Linked DNA regions of Mus musculus: region 2 is linked to region 1. The links are chromatin contacts, called in public targeted proximity ligation maps. All regions are on one chromosome and are shown on one strand. The core of a region is the stretch at or near the end of the contact, and the rest is flanking DNA. Distances in the headings are between cores, read along the strand shown. Region 1 has its middle 19 kb from the start of Ms4a4a. Region 2 holds the start of Ms4a6c (membrane-spanning 4-domains, subfamily A, member 6C).

Region 1 (4,646 bases), core at 964-3,463:
GTCCTCTACATTTGGAGGAGGGCTGTCTTTGACTCTGTTGTCTTCCATTGGATCCCCCTCTCCTACCTGGTTGGGCCTCAGTGGGAGAGGAAGTGTTTAGTAATATTGGGACTAGATGTCACTGGGCAGGGTCCTACCAAGAGGGGCTGTTTCCTTTTTCTGAGGAAAAGGGGAGGAGGTAGTGAGAGGAAGGATATGTAAAGGGGGGAATGGGACAAGATGAGGGAGCTGTGATCAGGATGTAAAGTGAATAAAAAATTTAATCAAAAAATGTGCTTTAAGAACATGAGACTAATTAACCAGTTAATTATGATAGTGACAAAAGTAGTTATAACTCTAATTTCAAAGAGTGGTTTTGGTTTCTTCTACATTTATTCTACCCTGTACTCTTGGTAGAGATAAGGGAATCTTCTAGATTTTGTCTCTTATTTACCCATGTTCCCTTTCCCTTCTTTAATGTTCTTATGACATAGGTGCTAGCAACTGACCTCTGATATTCTGTAAGAGCAGCGACTGCCCTTAACCACTGAGCAGTCTCTCTAGTCCTAAATGTATTTGATCATATCTACTCCCCACTCCATCCCTCCATCTCATCCTCAGGCCCTTCCCAACACATCTCCCTTCATTTTCATGTATTTTTTTAAAAATCCATCGTTTAATATTAGAGAATATGACCTTATAGCTCTTTGAAAGCTAGCCAATAGGGATGAAGCTCCCAGGTCACTAGCAGCTTGATTCAGTCATGTTGGATGGCTCCTGTGTTGTGTCTTCAGTGATAGGGTCTTACTCTCAAGTGTCAAAGTAATCAAGAGCAATGATGAGAGCGTGCTGACATTCGTAAAGGTGTAGCCATCTACTGGGGCATGAAAAACTATCAGTGGACAGCCACCAAAGAAAACGTTTTGTCCTTCCCCCAGGAGCTATGAATTGCCACTAGTTCCTCAGCTAGGGATGGGGCTCAGCAGGGCTCTCTACTGTATGCTAGAAATTTTAACCTGCTTGAACTCCTGCAAGTCCTAAAGACATAACTACAGATTCTGTGATTTAATGTGTATAACAGCTATATGCTGTCTAGAGCACTGCATTCCACAGCACTTCCGGGCCATTTCTTATCCTGAGGTTTAAGATATTTCATCCAGGCTATCAAATCTGTGTGCTAAGCACATGCTGGGAAAGTATGAGCATCTGAATTTGGATCCCCAGAACCTGTGCAAAAATGGAGGTGACCCATCTGTAATCTCAGTCCTTCCTGCTGTGAAATAGGAAGAGAGATAGAAGAGAGATAGGAAGGAGGCAGAAGACATGGAGACTTGGGTCAGCTAACCTGAAATCTATATAGCAGGAAACCAAAAATCCTGTCTCAAGAAAAGTAGAAAGTGAGGACCAATGTCTGAGGTTGTCCTTTGACCTTCACACATATTGTGGCATGTGCATGTACAAATGTATTAACATGAACACAAACGCAGACATGTACCACACATACATTTGCAAAGATAAAAAGAAAAAGAAATTTCTAGTAGTTAAATTCATTATATAAGTTTAATTTTAAAAAGCCTTCTAGAAGTAAATTAAACATTATGAGTTGATTTTTAAAATGGCTAAAATATTTACATGAATAAGAGAATCATATTTGAACTTTCCCACAAATTCAGGATATAACTTGAGTTTAAAATATTAGGCTTGACCAACAATTAATTGTCGATTACTCATTAGAACACAGATTTCTAATGATTAGGTAAGAATCAGAGAAGTCACTCAAGGGTGGCAGGTTCCATTCATCTGTAGACAGATAAGGAGAAGGATGTTTAGAGTTTTAGCTTGATTTGCCTCACATTTGTAACAAGAGCTTACGTTTGAAGACTACAGATGGGGACCCACTTTGGGACAGGGTGTACAAATATGTATCTATCAGTATCAACACAAATAATAGCTTTTATTGTATGTTCTGCTCTGGACACTCTACTGAATGCGTTATTGTACAATTTCATGCCAAACAAGTAGGACAAGCTACCATCACCGTGTAGTGAAGACTCTTATGCCTTCAATGTGTCAGATATCAAAGCCAGCGTTGAGAAATAATCTTCTCCGGAAGAGCATAGGCGGGAGCCAAACCACTTTGCTTTTCTGATCTCATTTTAACTTCCTTTACCTGACCACAAAATTGGGTGTTTTGAATCTGTGACTTCATATTGAATTCTTTCCTAGGAACTGGGAGGGCTGTGAGGGTCACCCGCCGTGCTACTCAGGTTCTGACAGGTGGGTACCACCCAGGAAGCCTTTGTTCAATGCTTTGAAATATTTGCTCACTTTCTGTAATCATCTTCATACTTGGTTTTCAAGTGTCATCTGTGAAATGGCACTCTTTCCTTTTGATCTGGCACAGCTACACCAATTGCTTGATCCTCTTAGCTTTATTTATGTAGTTTCTCTGCCTTATCAGAAACCTGGAAAAAGATCTCCACAAGAGGTTTTTTTTTGTTGTTGTTTGTTTGTTTATGTTTTTGTTTTTCTGGTTTCACCATGGTTACTTCAGGCACGTTTATTATGTATATTTCACATCCTTTCCTAATGGTATTCCTCTGAGATGCTTTATAAATATTTTGGTATTTAAACAAAAGTCTCTATTCAATTCTTAAACAATCAAATGAACATTTTAACTTAAATACACACACACTTTGTTTATAAAATGTTTTACTAGCTATCTTGCTGAATTTCTAATAGCTTTAATTAGTTTTCATTTACTAATTTTTAGCAGTTTGCCATGTATATTTATTCATGTTTAAATAATAGTAATTTAAAGAAGTTAGTTCAAACCTTTTCTTTAATGTTTGCAGAATAGTACCATGGGATATCTCCATTTATACACTGATTTTAATTTTAATAAAGCACATCTACCATTTATCATTAATTATTTAATTATGATACAGGTTTTCAGATCAAGACATATGCCAACACAGCATGACTAATGTTATTCTCCATCGTTGTTTATATGAAGAGTAATTTAGAATAACAGTGAGAGATTATTATTATTTAATCTTTTTTACAGGCCAGTCTTTATTCCTCTCCTAGTCCACCCTCTGACTGTTCCTCATCCCATTCCTCCTCCCACCATCTCCAAGAGGATGTTCCCCTACATCTCACCAGACCTCTCCCCTCCCTGGCGCCTCTCAGGGTTAAGCACATCTTCTCACACTGAGCAGCCAACCCTCATAACCACTGAGCCAACCTTTCAAGTCCCAGCCTTCATTTTATAAATTCCTGTCATATTTTCCGTTAAAAGCATTTATCCATTTACAGTTGCCCACTTTCCATCACTATGGCAAATAGTCGTGACAATTAACGTATAAAGATTTTGCAGTCATCCTCTTCTCTTATTCTTTTTCAGTTTTTCTGCTCCCTGTTTTACAGTGACCCCTGAATCTTGGAAGAAGGGGGTATGACAGATGTCCCATTTAGAGCTTGGAAGCCTTCAGTTCCTTATCATTTGCATTCTGATCAGCTCTTGGTCTCTGTGTTAACCTCTATTTAGGGCAAAAGGAAGCTTCTCTAATAAGGGTTGAGAGATGAACTTTACTCTCATTGGTGTGTTAAACTATAGATATAAGGAGAATGAGAACACAAAGGTGGGTGGGTAAAGAGGGAGTGGGTCTGGGAGAAGTGAGAGTAGGGGTAGATATGATCAAAATACACTGTATGAAACTAGGATGAAGACCAAAGTGTGGACACTGTGCTCCTTCTTAGAATTGGGAACAAAACACCCATGGAAGGAGTTACAGAGACAAAGTTTGGAGCTGTGACAAAAGGATGGACCATGTAGAGACTGCCATATCTAGGGATCCACCCCATAATCAGCTTCCAAACGCTGACACCATTGCATACACTAGCAAGATTTTATCGAAAGGACCCAGATGTAGCTGTCTCTTGTGAGACTATGCCGGGGCCTAGCAAACGCATAAGTGGATGGTCACAGTCAGCTATTGGATGGATCACAGGGCTCCCAATGGAGGAGCTAGAGAAAGTACCCAAGGAGCTAAAGGGACCTGCAACCCTATAGATGGAACAACATTATGAACTAACCAGTACCCTGGAGCTCTTGACTCTAACTACATATGTATCAAAAGATGGCCTAGTCGGCCATCACTGGAAAGAGAGGCCCATTGGACACACAAACTTTATATGCCCCAGTACAGGGGAACGCCAGGGCCAAAAAAATGAGAATGGGTGGGTAGAGAAGTGGGGGGGAGGGTATGGGGGACTTTTGGGATAGCATTGGAAATGTAATTGAGGAAAATACGTAATAAATTTTAAAAAAAAGGAAAAAAAAAGAAAAAAAAAAAAGAAACTCCGAAAATACTAACAAAATGAAAGTAAAGCTTTGTGGGTTTGTTGTTGTTTGTTTTGTTTTGATTTTTAAACTCACAGTTTGAGAGGTATCAGTCCATTTTGAAGTGAATCTGCCATGGGGTAGGGAGGTCTGTGCTCTGTCTGCACTTCACGGTGGAAGACCATGGTGAAGCAAACTGTTGACCTCATGGCTGAGAGGGCAGAGAGGAGGGAGGATGATGGTTGTTCCTCTTCATTTTAAGGACAAGCCACCAGCAATTCTCAGTCCCTTTCACTAAAGCCACTTTCTTAAGATTTCACAC
Region 2 (4,646 bases), core at 863-3,362, 110 kb after region 1:
CACAATGTGAAGGGAACAGTGACAGTAGGCATCCTTGAAAGAAGACACACCAGATTTTTTTTATTATTTATTCACTTTACCTCCTTCTCACTGCTCCCCTCCCACAACCCTTCTTCCATTTTCCCTCCCTCTCTCCTCTAAGTGAGTAGGGCCCCTTTGGTTGTCTTCCAACCTTGGCTCTTTAAATCTCTGTGAGGATTCTTCACCCACTGAGGCCACACAAGGCAATCCAGCTAGAAGAACATATCCCACTTACAGGCAACAGTTGTTCCTATAGCCCCTGTTCCAGAAGATCAGGATGGAGTTCTAAGAGAAGCTGGTCCCTCAGTCTTTTCTAGAATTGAAGCAGGGCTTTATCTCTGTGCTGTTCTAGCCTTGAGGACAAAGGTAACTACCAGATGATAAAACATGTCTTAGCTTGTGTCTTCTGCAAAAGAGTTCAAGCAGGAACTGTAGAATTCACAACTGCAAAGGACAAAAAGGCCCTGTGTACACAGATAAGCACCGGAGAAGCCAGGATAGATAAAGAGGTGGTTTACATCTTCATGGGAATGGGATGTGTAGCCGAGCTGCTCTACAACAAGTGCCAGGAATGTTGTAGGTTTACAACCTGGTGATCCTTTGCTCTTTGATGAAACAGGCTCTGCCCACATCTCCCAGAATTTGTTTTTACTTATCATCGCAGACTCTTACCTTAAACCGTGAGCACTGCTTTTAGACCATAAACCCGGCCCTCATGAGGGACGTTACCTGTGCCTTACCACAGCCTTTACCATAGGAGGCTGATGTTATCTTAGGACCAGGCAATGTTGAAACCTACAGGCATCAGGTATCCCTCAGTCAAGCTCCCTAGAGCCTAAGCCTTGGGCAGCAGCACTGAGTCAATAGTACCCATTCTTGTGAAAAAAGCCAGGTGTGCTTTGTAAAGGATCTCAATGTAACATTACATCGTTGTGAGCTTGGGCCTGAGTTTAGTGCTATCCGAAAACCTTTTGTTCCACATTGTGCTGTGCTTAATGTGGCTAAAGTAAAACAATTGGGGCCAGATTCTAGAAGTCGTGGTCCGGCACCAGTTACAACAAAATGGGGCTGAGCTGAGTTTCATTCTTGTCTCTTCCTAAATCTTTTTGTTATTGTTGTTGTTTTGCCTGCTGTGAAACCTGCAGGGAATCACCACACCACAACCCTCTGATGTGACAGTGGCTCACACTGGCTCCCTAGGTTCCTTCTGGTTGACTCCAAGGAAAGAAGGAAGGAAGTTTTCAGAGTGTGGCTGTCCAGTTGCTGCAGCTGGCTCTGGCTCCCCTGTGAAATTAATTATGTCAAAGTCAGCTTCTGAATTGTGCCTACCCAAGGGCCTGAAAGCCACAGGGACACATGTCTTCATGACTGTGTCTGGAGTGCAGGATTGTTGAAGTCATTCCTGGTGTGTTGAAACGTCTCTGCTTGCTCCTCTCCTGATCTATTACTTTTCTAGAAGTGTCCAGTAATTCCCTGGTCACATCCCCTGTTAGAGAAGTCCAGTGGTCTAGAAGAAGGTTAGAAGAGATGAGGAAGGCTCTAAAGAGAGTATCAATTAACCAGCGAGTGCTGAAAAACTGTGTACAGAGTGTTTTGGTTTGATTTTTCAGAAGCTGAGGAATTGTTGAAGAAAGTATGAATAACAAAGTACCTAAAATACTGTAAAACATTCAATTGTTACAATTGATGATACATTACTGTGTGTTCAGTAGTGTATTACAATATAATAAAGTAATATATCAAAACCCAAGGTCGTGATTACTATTATCATACTTTATTATACATTGAGATCTGTTTTATTCATCAGTATTACTACAACTTGTAATATCATTAGTTATCAAGATAGTCCTTTAAATTCTACTTAGAAGAAACACAGGTCCTTCAGAAAACTTTCTTCTTAATGGCTTTTCCCAGCTTGTTGCTGTTTTCAGTTTAACGCTTAAACAACTGAAGTTCAAGAAAGTGAACTTGGGCTTCAAGTGGAGCTGGTGCGTGTTGGGACTTACTACCCCCCCCCCCCCACTCTCTCAAATCTCTTAGTGATTTTTCTGAAGTTACTGGGACTTTCTGATATAGGAAGTACAGGCACAGTAACAGTCCACAGCCTGTAAGCACCACTTCCCTTCCCGTGCAGCGAGCACAGAAGAAGGAAGGACTGGAGACAGTTACAAGTTCACAAGAAGGAACCAAGGATCAGCCTGAGAGAACCCAGAGTTAAGGCTCTTAGGGTTTCTGAGAGCTCGGCTGGAAGTGACTGGGTGACAAGGCACACAGGCTCAGGTAGGCAACCCTGAAGGGACTTCCCTCTGTGTAGCACTCTGTTTCTGGGACTGAGTTACAAGAACTTGCTGATGCTCATGAAAGCAGTGGAGACACGGGGCCTCTTTAGAACTAAATGGGCAAAGGCACAGGGCATCTGGCTTACCTCTGTCCTGGCCACTTTAGCTGCATGATCTTGGTGATCACTGACATAAGGAGCAGAGCTCCCAGGTCATTTACTGATTAGGCAGCCTAAGGGCTGAGAATAGCACAGAGAACAGAAGGGAGCTAAGATGAGCTCAGAAACCCATTCCCCAGGCAACTTGGTTCTTTTAACTAACAGGGATATAATTGTCGGGAGTGTGACAAAACTTGAACCACAGCTTAGGACTCCAGGATTTCTCATGCTATTGCATTAAACTGCTTCTCCACACTGAAGAGACTCAGACACAGACTGCCATTGGCAGGTGGGAAAATAAAGAGAAGAACCAGAGTCAGAGACAGCTGGAGTCCAACACACAAGTGTGTGTAGGCAACTGGTCAATAAAGAGAACTTTGCCTATTTATTTAACAATGATTTTATGTTGCTCTACAAAGCATAAATTACTTCCACGTGTACATCAAATTGTTAATTCTGAATTTCTTCTAATTGTGATTTTATTAACATAAAGGATTGGCTTGGTGAAGAAAAACCCTACAAGATCATGTGAACTAAAATATGATAAAATGGGAAGTGCTAATTCTTAAACTGGCACCATTAGACACTCAAAACAGGCAAATGGGGTTACATATTTGAGTGGTACCTAGCATGGATTGGAAAGCATAAAAGTTGACTTTAATAACTCAAGGCTAGCAAAGTAACTGGACAGTGAATGCCATTGAATAAAGACAATGCAATTGTTCTAGGTGAAGTTGGAGCTACATTTGACAAATTTCATGTGAAAATGTGTGCATAGACACAGGAACTTGTAAGGATTCAGGCTTTCCCTGCCTATGATGTGTTTATTATAAACTCACTGGGTTCTGTTTAATATTATGGGGAAATAACTCCTAAATTTGAGATGTGGTGGTTTTACATTTCCCTATACCACCACTTTCTTCTTCCGAAGAACAAGTCAAGGATGCAAAATGGTGCACAGTCTGGGAGGTGGGGGCAGAACTGGGAAGCATAGTTTGTTTTGTTTGTAGTTATTTTATATTTAAAGTCAAAGCACTTAATTTCTTACTGAAAATTCATATAATGTACTCTGATTGTGGTTTCACTTTCTCCATTTCCTAGATCCTCTCCACCCATCCAACTTTTCTTCTTCTTCTTCTTCTTCTTCTTCTTCTTCTTCTTCTTCTTCTTCTTCTTCTTCTTCTTCTTCTTCTTCTTCTTCTTTTCTTCTTCTACTTCTTCTCTCTCTCTCTCAAACAAATAGGCAAAAACAAAACATAAAAAGACAACAAAAATAAATCAACCAACCAAACAGTACCAAAACCAAACTAAAAGAAAACAAACCACTACAGTGAGCACGTTACTTTATAAGAGCTGAGTCTATTTTTTCTTCCAGCTGTGGCAGCTCCATCATGATTCCACAGGTAGTGACCAATGAGACCATCACAACGATTTCACCAAATGGAATCAACTTTCCCCAAAAAGACGAGTCCCAGCCTACCCAACAGAGGCAAGACAGCCTGAAGAAACATCTAAAGGCTGAGATCAAAGTGATAGTGGTAAATCCCACTCAGAACATCCTGGGGTGGGTGGCGAGCAGAGGGTGAGGCTCTATGTGTTAGGAACAGAGATAAATTTGGGTGGGAGGAGCCTTCAGTTTTGACAGAGTGATCAAAGAGTGGCCAGTTCACTGGTGGAAGACCCTGGGCAAACTGTTTACATCACTAAAACCTTCTAAAACTGGCAAATATTTTCATTGATTCCAATGAACTTGGACTGCACTCCAATGACCTTATTCCATGGGTCATTGAGATTTTATTCTTTAATTCTTTTTTGTTTTTTTCCATTTTTTGAAGGGTACTTACTAAGTATTTTATTGATGAAAATATTTGTAGCTACATTCTAGGTGCTCTCTGAGCGTAGAAAGGCCTTCTCTTTCTTAGTGAAGAGATGGTACAGAAAGAGCATTGATTCTCTACTCTGTGTTCATTCTAGACTTTTTTTGGATAAAGGGAGAACATTTTTTTGCTGTGTGTTGTTTTTCAATCTTGTCTATACTAACAGTATATGCATGGGTCTCTGTGTTACCCAGTCTCAGAACTTAATGGAACTAATGGCCTTATATTGGGCATACATACAATCCACTGGATTCCTTTGAAGAACATGTAGCAAAAAGTTTATAAAATTGCTTAATCAAAATTACAAGACC

Evidence for each region.
Region 2: a targeted proximity ligation map of CD8 T cells shows a contact between it and region 1, with 23 read pairs. A contact is called at or near these places in 2 of 39 promoter capture datasets (liver and macrophages), 20 of 484 Hi-C or Micro-C datasets (the AML12 cell line, CD8 T cells, the HPC-5 cell line and 11 more), 8 of 130 datasets of targeted methods (CD8 T cells, bone marrow-derived dendritic cells, bone marrow-derived macrophages and 4 more) and 5 of 9 other capture datasets (adipose tissue, bone marrow-derived macrophages, liver and 2 more).

What each region holds. Positions count from the first base shown.
Region 1 is chr19:11,353,773-11,358,418 of GRCm38.p6, forward strand. No RefSeq gene overlaps it. Among named protein-coding and RNA genes, the nearest start is that of Ms4a4a, 19 kb to the right of the region's middle.
Region 2 is chr19:11,467,256-11,471,901 of GRCm38.p6, forward strand. Ms4a6c (membrane-spanning 4-domains, subfamily A, member 6C) reads left to right here and starts at 2,113. Exons shown (of 7, transcript NM_028595.4): 1 at 2,113-2,301; 2 at 3,834-3,996. The coding sequence starts at 3,850.